Regions from separate parts of the Mus musculus genome. Here all the other regions are linked to region 4. A link is a contact called in public HiChIP or PLAC-seq and promoter capture Hi-C data. All regions are on one chromosome and are shown on one strand. Each heading gives the region's core, a stretch centred on a gene start, on an enhancer-like site or on the middle of the called end of the contact. The rest is flanking DNA. Distances are from core to core; before and after follow the strand shown. Region 1 holds the start of Lamb1 (laminin B1). Region 2 holds the start of Prkar2b (protein kinase, cAMP dependent regulatory, type II beta). Region 3 overlaps Cog5 (component of oligomeric golgi complex 5). Region 4 holds the start of Bcap29 (B cell receptor associated protein 29).

What was found. Promoter capture Hi-C pulls out the DNA fragments that hold promoters and counts their contacts. HiChIP or PLAC-seq counts read pairs in DNA pulled down with a chosen protein or histone mark.
Region 1: a promoter capture Hi-C map of the C10 cell line shows a contact between it and region 4, with 2.1 times the contacts expected there. The contact joins the promoter of Lamb1 here to the promoter of Bcap29 in region 4. A contact is called at or near these places in 2 of 39 promoter capture datasets (the 3T3-L1 cell line and the C10 cell line) and 1 of 9 other capture datasets (pancreatic islet).
Region 2: a promoter capture Hi-C map of hippocampal neurons shows a contact between it and region 4, with 2.1 times the contacts expected there. The contact joins the promoter of Prkar2b here to the promoter of Bcap29 in region 4. A contact is called at or near these places in 2 of 39 promoter capture datasets (the HPC-7 cell line and hippocampal neurons) and 3 of 484 Hi-C or Micro-C datasets (CD4 T cells, muscle stem cells and uterus).
Region 3: an H3K27ac HiChIP or PLAC-seq map of embryonic stem cells shows a contact between it and region 4, with 12 read pairs. The contact joins the enhancer-like site here to the promoter of Bcap29 in region 4. A contact is called at or near these places in 8 of 39 promoter capture datasets (3T3-L1-derived adipocytes, the C10 cell line, the HPC-7 cell line and 4 more), 1 of 15 datasets of contacts at CTCF or cohesin (the NIH/3T3 cell line), 2 of 484 Hi-C or Micro-C datasets (cochlea and nephron progenitors), 12 of 115 datasets of contacts at active chromatin or transcription factors (the SCID.adh cell line, VIP interneurons, acute myeloid leukemia and 7 more) and 1 of 9 other capture datasets (adipose tissue).

What each region holds. Positions count from the first base shown.
Region 1 is chr12:31,263,389-31,266,986 of GRCm38.p6, reverse strand. Lamb1 (laminin B1) reads right to left here and starts at 1,694. Exons shown (of 33, transcript NM_008482.3): 1 at 1,386-1,694; 2 at 121-296. The coding sequence starts at 1,422. Gm32899 (a long non-coding RNA gene) reads left to right here and starts at 1,895. Exons shown (of 2, transcript XR_381427.4): 1 at 1,895-1,977.
Region 2 is chr12:32,059,543-32,062,618 of GRCm38.p6, reverse strand. It overlaps Prkar2b (protein kinase, cAMP dependent regulatory, type II beta), which reads left to right and starts at 1,342. Exons shown (of 11, transcript NM_011158.4): 1 at 1,342-1,837. The coding sequence starts at 1,537. It overlaps Gm51992 (a long non-coding RNA gene), which reads left to right. Exons shown (of 3, transcript XR_003950224.1): 3 at 336-400.
Region 3 is chr12:31,898,453-31,902,027 of GRCm38.p6, reverse strand. It overlaps Cog5 (component of oligomeric golgi complex 5), which reads right to left. Exons shown (of 23, transcript NM_001163126.1): 19 at 1,055-1,131. It also overlaps the pseudogene Gm35666. Among named protein-coding and RNA genes, the nearest start is that of Hbp1, 50 kb to the left of the region's middle. Within about 2 kb of position 1,432, at least 14 of the 459 cell types and tissues checked have an H3K27ac peak or open chromatin away from gene starts, as enhancers often do. A contact at or near this core is called in the HPC-7 cell line and embryonic stem cells, where this site is marked.
Region 4 is chr12:31,633,103-31,636,676 of GRCm38.p6, reverse strand. It overlaps Bcap29 (B cell receptor associated protein 29), which reads left to right and starts at 2,019. Exons shown (of 8, transcript NM_001164090.1): 1 at 2,019-2,072; 2 at 2,297-2,414. The coding sequence starts at 2,323.

The DNA of each region.
Region 1 (3,598 bases), core at 445-2,944, 370 kb after region 4:
TCTGCTGGTTGTACTTCCTATCTGGATTGACAGCAGGATGTGGAGTCTCCTGGGCAAGCCCCTTTGATCGGCCAGGAGGAGGATGCAGCCCACAATGCATTCTCTAGACTCGTGTCTTACCTGCAGGTGGCTAACAATACAGTAGGGCTCTGGTTTGTGCAGTCCACATGTCGAAGTCACGGAGAGCTTTTGCGCTCGGCCGATGAGAAGGTCGCCAGTGGCAGGGTAGCAGCTGCCTTCTGCGCAGCCATAGCTGAACTCCGGTTCCTGAGCGCACACTCGGGTGCCCCATAGGGCTACAGAAAAGAAAAGCAACAAGGTTAGGAAGAAAGAAAAAAAAAAAAAGCAACCGACAAGCCAGGGCAAAAGAAAACAGCAGGAGGGGCAGACAGAGAGGATTAAAAAGAAAGGAGACTACATAGAAAAAACACGGTGGAGAGATAGGCGCAGAAAAGGCCTGGAAAGCTGGGACAAGGAAAAGACAGAAGGATGAAAGAAAAAAAAAAGACTCAGAATCGTCATTAGGTTTGACTAGCAGTCAGCTGAGCGCAGCACCCAGAAAATACAACTGACTTTTTTGTCTACTCTGATCTACCCCTCTATGAAAGGTGGACAGAGTGATCCGGTCACTTCGAAGTGCCTGGACCAGGGCGCAGTGAGGTTGACCCTGCCAAGCGCTGCACACCCGCTAATGAAAACCCGCGTGCACATGGCAGTGCGCGCATCCTCGGTGTGAGTGTGGTTAGTCTGGGGGCGGGGGGGGGGCACAAAAATATGTCCGCGTGCACGCGCCAGGGTCACCGGCGATTGCGCCGGGTGAGGCACCGCGTTTGCCACAGAAGCCCTGAGCTAGAGACGACTGGTGTGTCTCTGTAGTGGCTTCAACGCTTCGCCATTCCAGCAAAGCACCCGGCCCAACTGTTCATGGTGCCACCCCGAGACAAACAAGGATGGTTAATTAAAGCCACATGGCTCCAATCTGTTCCCAAGTCGAAGCCTGCTCTGGGCCCCGACACTTTTGTGCGTAATTGGTTTTTCCAGGACCCTCCGCAGTCTGCCCAGCCACAGCAGGGAGCCTGCCTTCCGCAGTGGGGAAACAGCGTTTAACTGGTAAAAGGTGCAAAGCCCTGGAGCGATCACCTCGGAAACCTGCAGGAGCGCGAGCTCTGTGCGCAGAACCCAGTGGATGCGGGTCCGCGGAGCTCCGCGTGCGCGGTCCCTGGCCACCACCGAAGCGAGAGCGGTGGCGATCTCACGGCGTCATTTCCAACCACTCTCTCTCCCCCGATCCCCCAAAACTGCCTTCAAAGCGGGGGCAAACCGGTTTGGGGGTTTTCTTCCCTAATGCCGGAGCACACCCCTCCCCCCAACCCTTACTGAGTTACCTAGGACACCAAAGGCGAACACCTGGAGCAGCCCCATGTCCAGTCCTCGCAGACGAGGGGACGCGGCACGGGAAGGAGGACGCAGCAGGCAAGCTGCCTGTCTTTTCTTCGGGTCTTCCTTTCTGGAGAGGTAGCGGGGAGAAAAGGCAAATGTTGGGAGAGAGGAGAGGGGCCCTTCCATTTCCTGCCGCTCCCACGGAAGCGGGGGCTGGGCCCAGGAAGGGGGTCAAGTCGCTTAACTACTTTGTTCTCCTCACCCGGCTGGGCGAGCGCTCAACCCGCTCCTGGCAGCCCACCGGCCCAAAGAAGGGAATTAGAAAGTTTCGCCTAGGGAGGAACCGAGGGAGGCGTCTCTGCTCATGCGCACATGGAGAGCGGGGGCGGAGGGGGCGGAGGACAGCAAGTTGGCTAGGGGTGGGGGTTGAGGTCCAGGTCCCACCTCCCCAGGCGCCTCTTTTGTTTTAAGGCAGCGTCTGCTGAAGCTGTAGGGCATTGGTACTTGAGTTCCCAGCGTGGGCTGGCGGGTCCGTTTCTGGGCGCGCTTCCCAAGTGGAGCAAGCTGGGGAGGGATGCGTCGGGGCTGGTCCCGGAGGTAGGTGTGTAGATCGGCCGGCAAAGGGGGCCGGTAGGACCTACCGCGGACTTATACATTTACGTTTATAAGAAGTGAGTCACGAAATGTGCCCAAGGCTAGGAACTCTGGCAACTAGCGCTAGAGGGAGGTGAGCTAGGTTAAGCCCTTAGAAAAAGGGTCAACCTGTCTGGCTCTTAGGAACTTGAGCTCCTATAAGCATCCTTACACCACGACTCAGGATCAAAGAGCTAGAGCTTTGCGTGGGTGGGTGCTACATGTGTGGTGTCTTCCTATTTCATAGGAAGGACACCAGTGGCTGCACATTCTTTGCGCACGAATTTATTCGGGACGTACCTATAATCTCTGGTACCCAGGGGGTTATAGCTCTGAATTCTCTTCTGTTAAAATATACACAAAATAACCTGTGTTACCTGATCCCGGGTAATTTCTTGAATTCCTTTTCCCACTTCACGGTGGAAGGGTTGACACAGCCAGGAAGTTGGAGATTTTTGATGAGACACCCTTCTCCACACTACAAACAGAATCCTGCAACCACCTTAAGCACGCAGGGAGGGGAAATGGGGGGGTGCTCTAAGGAAGCCTCTCATAGCGCTTCAAGGTTAAGTGGGGGTAAACAGAAGGTCTCTGTCACTGGGGAAACCTTAGAAAGGAAAAAGAGCTTGGGGACCACAGACCCCAAACCTTTGTAAGAGCCCAACTTGTCTGCCTTAAGTGTTCCTTAGTCTGACCCTGGAATGAGGGAGCTTAAGTCAGCTGTTAGACTAGTCAGGTGTGATTGCTTTCCAGCCATCACAAGGAGAAGGGATTAAGCGGCTGATTGGTCAGTTTTTAACTCAGCTGAAACGAAATTGGGCCTAGGGAAGTTTATAATCATTAGACCATAGAGTTCGCTGTTCTTGGAGTTTAGAAACCTGTGTTAATTATTCTCCAAATCAGCCCTTGCCCCGATGCAGTTTCTCCAGTATTTGGCCCCGCAGATGCTTGGGATTCCCAACGGCTGGCTGCACAGCCTGCAGGGATTGAGAGTACCCTACAGTCGAAAGGGTTTCATTCTGCAATGGGTGTCTAATAATATAATGCCAACCTATGCTCCTTGCTCAACCTTTAGGGCCATGAACTAAAGTTTTATATTGGTTTACATCTACCCAAGTTGCAGGTGACATTCAACTCCTCTTTTCTTCCTTCCTTCCTTCCTTCCTTTCTTTAACACTTTGGTGGTTTTTTTTTTTTAAAGATTTATTTATTTTATGTATATGAGTGCATTGTTGCTATCTTCAGGCACACCAGAAGAGGGCATTGGATCCCATTACAGATGGTTGTGAGCCACCATGTGGTTGTTGGGAATTGAACTCATGACCTCTGGAAGGGCAGTCAGTGCTCTTAACCACAATGCCATCTCTCCAGCCCACAACTCCTCTTTTCTGAGACTGGCTTTTGCTACAGTAGCAGACAAGTCCTGCTGGCCCCCTGCCCCTGGTCAGTGAACTCTCTCTTTATAAAGGGTCAGCCACCTTCAACACTCTCAAGAGACTGGCTGCTTTCCTGACCACCTCGCTCACAGGAACCAACACTACTAAAAACAAAAACTAAATAAGGGTTTTTGCGCTTGCGTGTGACG
Region 2 (3,076 bases), core at 93-2,592, 430 kb before region 4:
TTCTGCTGAGCAGTAGGGAGAAACATGATAGAAATACATCTTAGATTATTGGATCTGCAAAACATTTCGGTAGAGAACTTGACTAATACTGTGTTCCATATGGCCTCATGTGAAGACCACATTTTTCTGAGTTTATTTCTTATACACCACACAATTACAATTTAGAAGTATGTTATTTTAAAAAAAACACACACCAGTATTATTATTATGAGGTTAAGAAACTGAACTTGAGAAATGAATTCCCTTATGAAAAAAAAAGATAAATAAACATTGTAAACAAATGGGTAAGAAGCAATTTTTAAAAAATAAAACGAAATGATATTTTTGATTTCTAGGTTTTGGGTTTCGTGAGTCACATATTTTCCTTATGTGTGGGCAGAAAGGTAAGTGAGAACAACTAAGGAAATAAAATAAAACTCAATAAATAAATAAAACTTAAGAATAAAATAAAACTCAAGTGAGTTTGCACTTGGACTGCTTTACAATGAAATGGGCATCGTAGAAAATAAAGTATGCATATTTATACAGCGTTTAATTTGGCAAAAGATAAATTTTTCTGTTTCAAAATTCTCAGAATAGGCTCGTTTTAAAGACAAGGGTTTTCTTTAAAAAGCACAAATGTGTAGTTCTCTTTTCCTTTTTATTGCTATATTCAAATTTTGGAGATTTAATTGAAGTGACGCAAAGTGTCAGGAAAGGTTTTAAAAATAAGCAACAAGAGGCTAATCAGGTAACACACCCTTAGTTGTCTGTCCAGCTGCCCTGACTACCCTGTATCCTGTCTTGAAGGATCAACTAACTTTGTTAAGTGCTACACAATAAATGCGGCCTTTGTCTCAGTAACCAGTAGGAAATGTACTAAGCAGAGTGTGGCAGAGCATCTGTAAGGCAAACCATCACAGCCACGAGGCTAAAAGGCGGAATTAAAGAAAATTTTGTGACAGACAAGTGGCAGCATCTCTTTTATCCAGAAGAGAACCAGTAGGGCTGTGCGACTAACAAAAGACACCACGCACGTTTCTCTTGGGGTTGGATTCTAGGAAAAGGAAAAGCCACCAAGGTGGAGGCTGAAGTTTCAGCAGGAATTGCGCCGCACCAACTCTGCGTGGGACAGGGAGAAAGGTGCGTGGGATTCGCTCAGGGAGCTCAGGTGGAGCGCGCGGCCTCAGCCCCACGCCCCAGGCTCAGGCTGCCTCCACCCTGGGGCCACTTGAGAGGCGGCAGTGCTCCCGCCCGCCGGGTTGCCATGGTTTCCGGGGATCACGTGGGCGCGCGGGCGGAGGCGGGGCGCCGGGCGGGGGGCGGCGCAGCGGCGGCGGGAGCAGGAGCGGGAGGAGCTGGAGATGCTGCCAACCCTCCCCGGGCTGTGCTCGCTCTGCTGCTGCCGCCGCACGGAGCAGCCTCGCCGGGGGCCCAGTGCGCCGCGCTCGCAGCCGGTAGCGCCCGGGGCGCTCGCTCGGGAGCCGCGCAGCCCGAGACCGGACCGCGGATAGGGGGCGAGGGCGGCGTCCAGGCGCCTCGGCGTGCACGGGCAGGATGAGCATCGAGATCCCCGCGGGGCTCACGGAGCTGCTGCAGGGCTTCACGGTGGAGGTGCTGAGGCACCAGCCCGCCGACCTGCTGGAGTTCGCGCTGCAGCACTTCACGCGGCTGCAGCAGGAGAACGAGCGCAAGGGCGCCGCGCGCTTCGGCCATGAGGGCAGGACCTGGGGGGACGCGGGCGCAGCCGCCGGGGGCGGCATCCCCAGTAAGGGTGTCAACTTCGCCGAGGAGCCCATGCGCTCCGACTCCGAGAACGGCGAGGAGGAGGAGGCCGCGGAAGCAGGGGCGTTCAACGGTGAGGACCGGCCCCCTCGCGCCCTGAGCCCCGGCCGCCGCGTCCGCCTCACTCTCGAACCCCGCCTCGCTCTTGAACCCCGGGCTGAGCTCCCCACCTTCCCCGTGCTCTCCACCTTCCCATTACGCCCACCCCCTCAGCACCCATTTCGGTCGCTCCCACTCGCCCACCTTCCTACTCAGCTCTCTTGTCATGCCCTCCCTTTCTCTGGAGGTGGGGAAAGGAGAGGTTGCGCTCCCGCTGCCCCTCTGTCACCTCTCTTTCCGGGGCGATTTAGGGTGGGCATCTTGCTGGATCGTTAACTTTCCCGTGGTTGGAGATGTCTCAGGCTCCGGGAGTACCATTGTGCATGAAGGGCGCTTGGCGGCCTCTTTTCAGCCCTTTAGATTTATTAATGGAGTGTTCTGGGAGAAAGGGCGAAGCATGTAGGACTCAGTGAGAAGAGTGTGAAATCGGACTCGCTGAGGTAAAACAAATTAACGATAATAGCTGTGACATTCTTGGAATACGAATAATTTATTTTCCAGTTTTTCCAATACCATGTGGTGGCGATATTTTTGGACATATAACAAAGGAGCATATTTAGCCTGATACCTAGGGGGTCTTTGGCATGAGGAAATAGGCCAATGATTTTCTTTCTTTAAAAAAAAAGATACAAAACATATATTGAATGATTTTGATGTTCTTTTTAAAGTGTGTGGAAAAAAAAATAACACCATGGGAAGTTCTAAGAGCTTTGTCAGTTGTCTTAATGAAAAGCCAGCCAGCATCTAAGGACCACGCCAGACACTGAAGCTAGAGAGAATGAATGGGAGAGAAAGGGATTGTTTTAAATAGCTGCTTTTGGCGAGTCCCACCCCTTATGCTTCCCACCTCTCCCTGACACACCAGACACACATGCGTGTTTACACAATATGACCAAACCCCAGGTTTTGCAGGAGCCCGGGCTGAAATGCCGTGGTGTGCAAATGGACAAGTATTTTCCTTGGTGGTGTGAGGCGAGCATGCATGCAGCTTTTATTTGTTGATGCTGCTGGTGTGGGATTTGTGTGTCCACAATGCCTTTCACACAGTGAAAACACTAAAGGGCCATTCACTTCATTTCCCTTACGCCCTCCTCCCAGGAAGATTTTCATTCCTTTGTAGAATTAATTATATGTTGAATGGGTTATAAAATTAATGCATTCTTAGCTTGTTTAAAACACACAAACCCTGGATGTTAGTGCTCTGTGAATGTGA
Region 3 (3,575 bases), core at 183-2,682, 270 kb before region 4:
ATTTGGTCAGTGTGTGTAAAAGCCTTCCATGCAGCATGCTGGACTCACAGCATTGTTATACATGTTTACTATTAAGATCTTTCCAGCCTATAGGGTTGGCCACATTTTTAGTGTGAATATTTTCTATGGGTTATTATGTGAAAAATCTGGAAATCTACAGAATAAATAGCCATATGAGCACCACCGGTGACCTTATATTTTAGCATCTACTACTGAAGTCATTAAGCTGTGTGATGTTTTCAGAACCAAGTGTTTCATAGTGGAAAGATCAACTTCATTAAGTTGATATATTTTAGATTATGCATATGAACTAGCTCACTATCCCTCCTTTTGAGCTGGTCTGCAGGAAGCTCAACCCAAGACCTGGTGGTCAGCTGCATCTGCCTGAGCTCCCTCACCCATTCCCCAATCTCACCACTGAGCTGTTTTAGTCAATAGCTGTGTATGTTTATATTATATTCTATACTTTTCAAACTAGATTGAATTGAAAATGTACATGAACAGCTGGGCCTAGTGGTGCATACTTTTAATCCCAGCACTCTGGAGGCAGAGGGAGGTAGACAGAGATCCTGAGTTATAGGCTAGCCTGATCTACAAAGTGAATTCTAGGACAGCCAGGGCTCTGTTACACAGAGAAACCTTGCCACCCACCCCGCCACCCCCGAAAAAAACAAAACCAGAAAAGAACAAAAATGTACATGAATAAAATTTTCAGAAAAAAAAAACCCATGCCTGTATTAGAATGCATTTCCTAGTGTTTCTGCTTAATATGCTTCTGCAAGAATAGGAAGTTAGAAAGCACACATCAGCTCAACCTGTGAATTAAAATTCAACAGAGAAAAACATACATTTCCACTATGGTATTAGCTACCGTATATAATGCTAGATGGTTCTCTGATTTAAACAATAACTTCTAAGATGATCCATCTCATAGTGGAATTGTTAGAATATAAAATGAATGTTGACAATGTTGTAAAGCTTAACCCAAATAGGAGGAAAGGACTGACCTGCTAGTAAGATGATTCGCTTACAATAATAAAGAGTAAGGTCTCACCTAAATGACCTCAGCATCCGATAGGACTTTCCCAGATCCGACACTCGCCTGCAAAGGGGGCCCACAGCCAACTCCATCTAAAACATGAAAAGACAGTCCATAGCTTTATATGTCTGACTCTGAAGGCTGGACCTGTCACATGATCTGTATTTGTCAGTTTTTCCTGAAATGAACAATGAAGAGAAGAGTGAGTTATCTGGGCTCATAGCTTCTGAGGTTCAGTCCATCATGAAGGCACGGAGGGGCAGAACAGCTCATCAGGTGGTGGCCAGCAAACAGAGAATGCCGGTGCTGCTGGCATGCTTCCTTCCCTCTCAGCTCCAGCCCAGCTGAGGATGGCTGGACCTAGCTCAGGGCAGGCTCCTCCCTCAGGAAACCCTCTCTAGAAACCCTCCTGTGCTTTACTGAGCTCCTAGGACATTTGCAAGCCAATCAACTCACAGATTAGCCATGACTTTACCTCAATCCAGAGAAGTTGTGATCTTTATAAACTTAATGTTAACTGCTATGAAACAAGTTCAGGAAGCCACTTACGTTTATTAAAAGGTAAAGACTTTAATGACGTTTACATTTCTTACTAAAGAGGCCCAAGATGAGATATTTTGATGTTGCTAAGTAAGAGAAGTAGTTCAAATTCTGTCTGTGATGGTTTGAATATGGTTGGCCCAGGGAGTGGCACTATTAAAACCTGTGATCGCCGGGCGTGGTGGCGCACACCTTTAATCCCAGCACTTGGGAGGCAGAGGCAGGCGGATTTCTGAGTTCGAGGCCAGCCTGGTCTACAAAGTGAGTTCCAGGACAGCCAGGGCTACACAGAGAAACCCTGTCTCGAAAAAATAAATAAATAAATAAATAAATAAATAAATAAATAAATAAATGGCAGACTCTGAATTGGTCAGTCTAAATTCTTTATAAAAAAAAATAAAAAAAAATAAATAAATAAAACCTGTGATCTTGTTGGAGTAGGTGTGGCCTTGGAGTAGATGTGTCACTGTGGGTGTGTGCTTTAAGACTCTCATCCTAGCTGCCTAGATGCCAGTCTTCCACTAGCCGCCTTCAGATGAAGTTGTAGAACTCTCAGCTCCGCCTGCACCATGCCTGCCTGGATGCTGCCATGCTTCCCACAGTGAAGATAATGACTGAACCTCTGAACCTGTAAGCTAGCTCCAAATATATGTTGTCCTTTATAAGACTTACCTTGGTCATGGTGTCTGTTCACAGCAGTGAAACCCTATCTAAGACACTGTCTTAGTTGAAATATCGAGAAAAAAAGCTTTCTAGACTATGCTCTGTATTCTATATAGGCACTGCAAGTCTCCAAAGTCAGTAGAACCAATGACGATTCTTACCAGTCAGTATGGTCCAAGTGACTATAAAGTTTAGCTCTCAAGATTTCAGTGCCATGTAAGTGGCAGAATTCTAAACTATAGTCACTATAAGGTGACCTAGTCTTAGCTCAGTCGTAAGTCAGGTGGAGATGATAATACGTGCTTGGTATAATTACAGAAGCTACATGTATAGACTCTGCTTGCATGACACAGAAGTACTCAGTGCTAAGCTGGTGCTGACACATGGCTCAGGGGTTAAGGACTCTTGAAGAGGAGCAGGGTTTAGTTCTCAGCACCCACATGGTGGCTCACAACTGCTTGTAACTCCACTGCCAGGGATCTGGTGACCCCTTCTGTGTTCCTTCCGCAGACACGCAGATGGAGCATATATATACATGAAGGCAAATGCTCAAACACATAAAACGAAAACAAAATAGGTCTTTAAAAGTTCTAAAATTATCAGTATTTAATTTTTTCTTATTTAAACTATTAATATAATTAATATATTATTAATTATAATTAATATAATCTGTCCCCATGCAAGAAATTAGCAAATGTTGGTTTCACTTCCTTTTATTTTCCTGCTTTGACTGGAAACTCTACTTGACATTAATGGCTCCTGGTTCTTTATCTACCGCATGCTCAGGCAAATTGTTTGCCATTTCTGGTACACAGAGGAAACTGGTCCTCCAAGCTCACTAAAAATGTGCTCCATATAAAGACAAGGTTAGAAAGCGGCTGAGGGCAAATTATTCCCCAATAGTGCAGTGTCTTTATTTAAGAAACACACAGGGAAGCAAGTCACTGGATCAGCGCCCTCATGAAACAGCACTCAACACTCCTTGCCAATGGGGGCCCCAGACGCTTAATCAATCGTCATTTGGGCAGCAAGTTCTACTCCCGACTCACAGCCAGGTGCCACGTTATATGTGAGCATGAGGCAGGGAATTAGAAGGAGATTGTCTCTCTTTTAAGAATTCTCATATTTAGTGAGGGTTTTTTTTTAATGTAACTATTCAACAAGATCATAGACCATGTATAAATGTGTACATGAACACACAAATATCCATGCCCAAATAGCTTTATAATGTTGTTAAATGTTAGTTGTACTGCTGAAATAGATACAGTACGCATACAGAAGTCCACAGACTTGTTACTAGGCCATGAGAGCACACCGAGAGGCCTGCAGCGGG
Region 4 (3,574 bases), core at 770-3,269:
CTGGGGATTGAACTTAAAGCCTCGTGTGTGCCAGGAAGGCACTACCAATAACTAAGCAAGTAACCCCAACCCTGAAATGTAGTCTATATTCTGTGCTTACTTATTCTTTTAACATGTAATGTTCCCAATATAGTTGTATCCTATAGCAGTGTTTGTGTTAACAGTGACGGCAGTAAGAGCTGAGATGTAACCCCACGTGCAAATTCTTTTCAGAGACCTCTACTTGGGTGAAACAGGAATTCTTGACTGTGCCACCAAGAGAAAAAAGAAAAGTGGCAGGGGTGGGGGAGGAATTTCAGAGGCTTAGTAAGAAGCAGAATTGGAGTTTATTGTTTTCGAGCTGGAGTTTCATGTAGTCACAGAAGCTTCAGAAACACTCTCCAAAACAAGAAAACAAGAAACAAGAAAACGAGAAAACAAGAAAACGTGAGCAAGTGGTGAGGGAGACATTGCCATCCACCTTTGCCCTCCACCACCATATACATGTGCACTCGCAAAGAAGGTTCTAAAGAGCGTACCATAGATTTAAGCACAGACATTTTTTTGTTTTGTTTTTTTGTTTTTTGTTTTTTCGAGACAGGGTTTCTCTGTATAGCCCTGGCTGTCCTGGAACTCACTCTGTAGACCAGGCTGGCCTCGAACTCAGAAATTTGCCTGCCTCTGCCTCCCAAGTGCTGGGATTAAAGGCATGCGCCACCATTCCCGGCGCATAGACATTTCTAATAGACACTTAGCAGAAGGACACTACAAACCCAAATGAACATGGGCTGCTCAAAAGTCATGATTAAATTAAGCATCTGAGCAACTGCACAACAGCCTTACAGGGGATTTTTAACCTTTTGAAGTTACATTCTGAGATTTGCAAATATTCACATATGTTGAAAACCTGGAAGTATTTGGAGTTCCCTTTTAGATTCCTAGTTTTGTTAATAAAAGAATGCCAAAGCTTTTTTTAAAGGGCAATACTATTAATTTGGAATTAAAAACAAACAAAACAAAACAAAAAAAAAAGGTAGCCAAGGGGATGGAGAAGAGGAGGAAAAAGACAAAAGTTACATCTTTAGGCATAAAGGGTCCAATAACACTGCCTTGTTCAGAAATGAAGGTCTACCAGTACTTCCGGGAGGGGGCAGGTATTCAGAAATGAGAAAGCCCATTATCAGCAGAAAGCTTGCTTAGGCTTTTGGCCATCCACTAAAGAAAAACAGAGGCAGGTGTTAGGCTTTTCTGAATTAGAACCCAGAAAACCAAGCAAGCTTACTACTGCCACAGGGCAGAAGGAAGCTCCTTCAAGGAGTGCCATCTTGGGATGTGTAAGTGCTGCGTCGTATTAATGGAATAATTATCCCTCCCACCTCTTTAACACATCTCCAAGTGAATCCTTTTTCCTGGATAGTGAACTCCTGGCCAGCTTAATGGAGACAGTATGTAATGTAGTATGTAATGTTATCGGGATGCCAAGTCTCTACTTGGAGCAGGGATATTACAGGAATTGACCAGAAAGCCTAAGGAGAGGCAGTAGTTAGGTTTTTCTTTCTAGTGTTACCAGGGAAACCAGAGGTGGAATGCAAAGTTAACCAAGCATGAGAGCATCCACCCTCAAAGGTTTCTGGGGCCTATCTAGTTACCTAAGGGAATATGGTTAGGTAAAGGAGTAGACCCAGCAGTTCCCACAAGTTGCCTGGTCTTGCCTATGGGCACGGTAGGACCAGGAAAACAGCATGCAAAACACAAAACGCTCCACAGACCCCCCAGGCCTGGGCCATGACTTAAATTCAGTTTAGCTCCGGGCAGGGAGGCAGGTTACCACCCTAGGGCACCTGGCTGGGTCCCACCATAGACCCGGGCCCTGGCTCCCGTCATCCGGCATCAGCCGCATCGGGGATCAGCCCTCCGGGGATACCGAGCCCACGTGGAGGAGCCTCGGCCGCCTCACGCCGCGCACCAGGAAACAAGGGCCGCGGGAGGCGCGGTCGCGCCAGTGTGACCTCAGCCGGGCCCGGCGCGCTCCCGGCGGCGTGGGACGTGCGCGCGCAGGCGGGCGGCGGGGCACGCGGAGCGATCGGCGGCGGGTAAGCCTGACGGGCGGCGGGCGGCCCCGCTGCTGACCTCGCGTCCGGCGGCTCGGGCCGCGGCGTTCTGCGGCCCGAGCCACCTCGGGACCGGGGAAGAACCTGCGGGGCCGTCCGGCGCACTGCCTCGTCACCCGGAGTTAGGCGAACTCCCGGCAGGCCCCACGCCGCGTGTCTGGCCGTTCACCCATGTTTCTCTAAAATTGAAATCTTTCTCTGTATAGGTGTGAAGAAAAAACAAAACAAAACGATGACAATCCAATGGGCGGCGGTTGCCAGCTTTCTTTATGCTGAAATAGGACTCATTTTACTCTTCTGTCTGCCCTTTATTCCTCCACAGAGGTAGGAAACCGTCAGATCCTTAACAGTACCAAATGTTTGATTAGCTTCTTCAGGCTACGGCGTGCGATGCTCTTTGTAAGGTTAGAAAGTTTTGGGAGGGCCGGCGGGGTGGCTCAGTAGGTAAAGGGCCCTTGCAGCCAAGGGAGAGAATTTCAGTTCGATACCCAGAAACCACCTGGTGGAAGGGGAACCGACTCCACAAAGTTGTCTTCTGACCGCCACACTTCCACCCTGGGACGCCCAGAAACACCCATGCACGCACATAAACACATGATGAATACACATGCATACATACAACAAATGGATAATTAAATAAAAGATGGGAGCCAATTATATAAAAGGTAGTCTTTAAAAATGAAACTCAAATTTGCAATCTGGTAACTATTAAAATTCTACTTTATATAAAGCTTGATTCTGTGTACAAATAGATTTTCACCTCCTTTTTAAAAGAACCTAGGTTTTTTTGGGGGGTGGGTGTCTTGATTACAGGTATAATAAAGCCATGGTTATGCCTTGGACATCTTTCCTGTCTATATATCTATATTCTCTCTCTCCTCTCTCCTTCCTCCCCCTTCATCCTCTTCCCCCACCCCCCACCGCCTCTTCATTTCTCTCCTTCCTCTTCCCCCTCTTCCTCTCTCCCTCCCCTTCCCCTAAACTGCCCTGCATTTGAGCAGAGAAATAAAAGGATGGGTGCAAAACTGTTTACTTGGGACAATAAAATGGACTGGCTCAGGGTCCACGCAGTCTTTCAAAAACTTGAAACTCCTCATCTGCTTGGTTTGCAGCTCTTCTCTGTCCTGGTCTCCACACCATGCCCTTTCCTTCCCTCACAAGAAGCAGTAACTCATACTGTAGGAAGGGATGTACCAAGTTCTTCCCACCAACCATGGGTTCTATAGATCACATGCTTAAGGCCAGAAAGGCTCTGTTCCATAACCTAAGTCACCTAACTGGTCAGTGTCAGACTCCAGATGAGATCCTTAGCTTACAGTCACACAATGCTGTCCCTGTTCTTTCTACCTCAGATTTCAAGCAGACATATTTGGTACTACTTATGACAGTCTCACACATATTCAAGAAGTCATTTTTTTTATGCACAACAGATTTATAAATAAGGCTTAGAGCTTTGATAAAAAGAAGTCATCAGGAGGATTGAT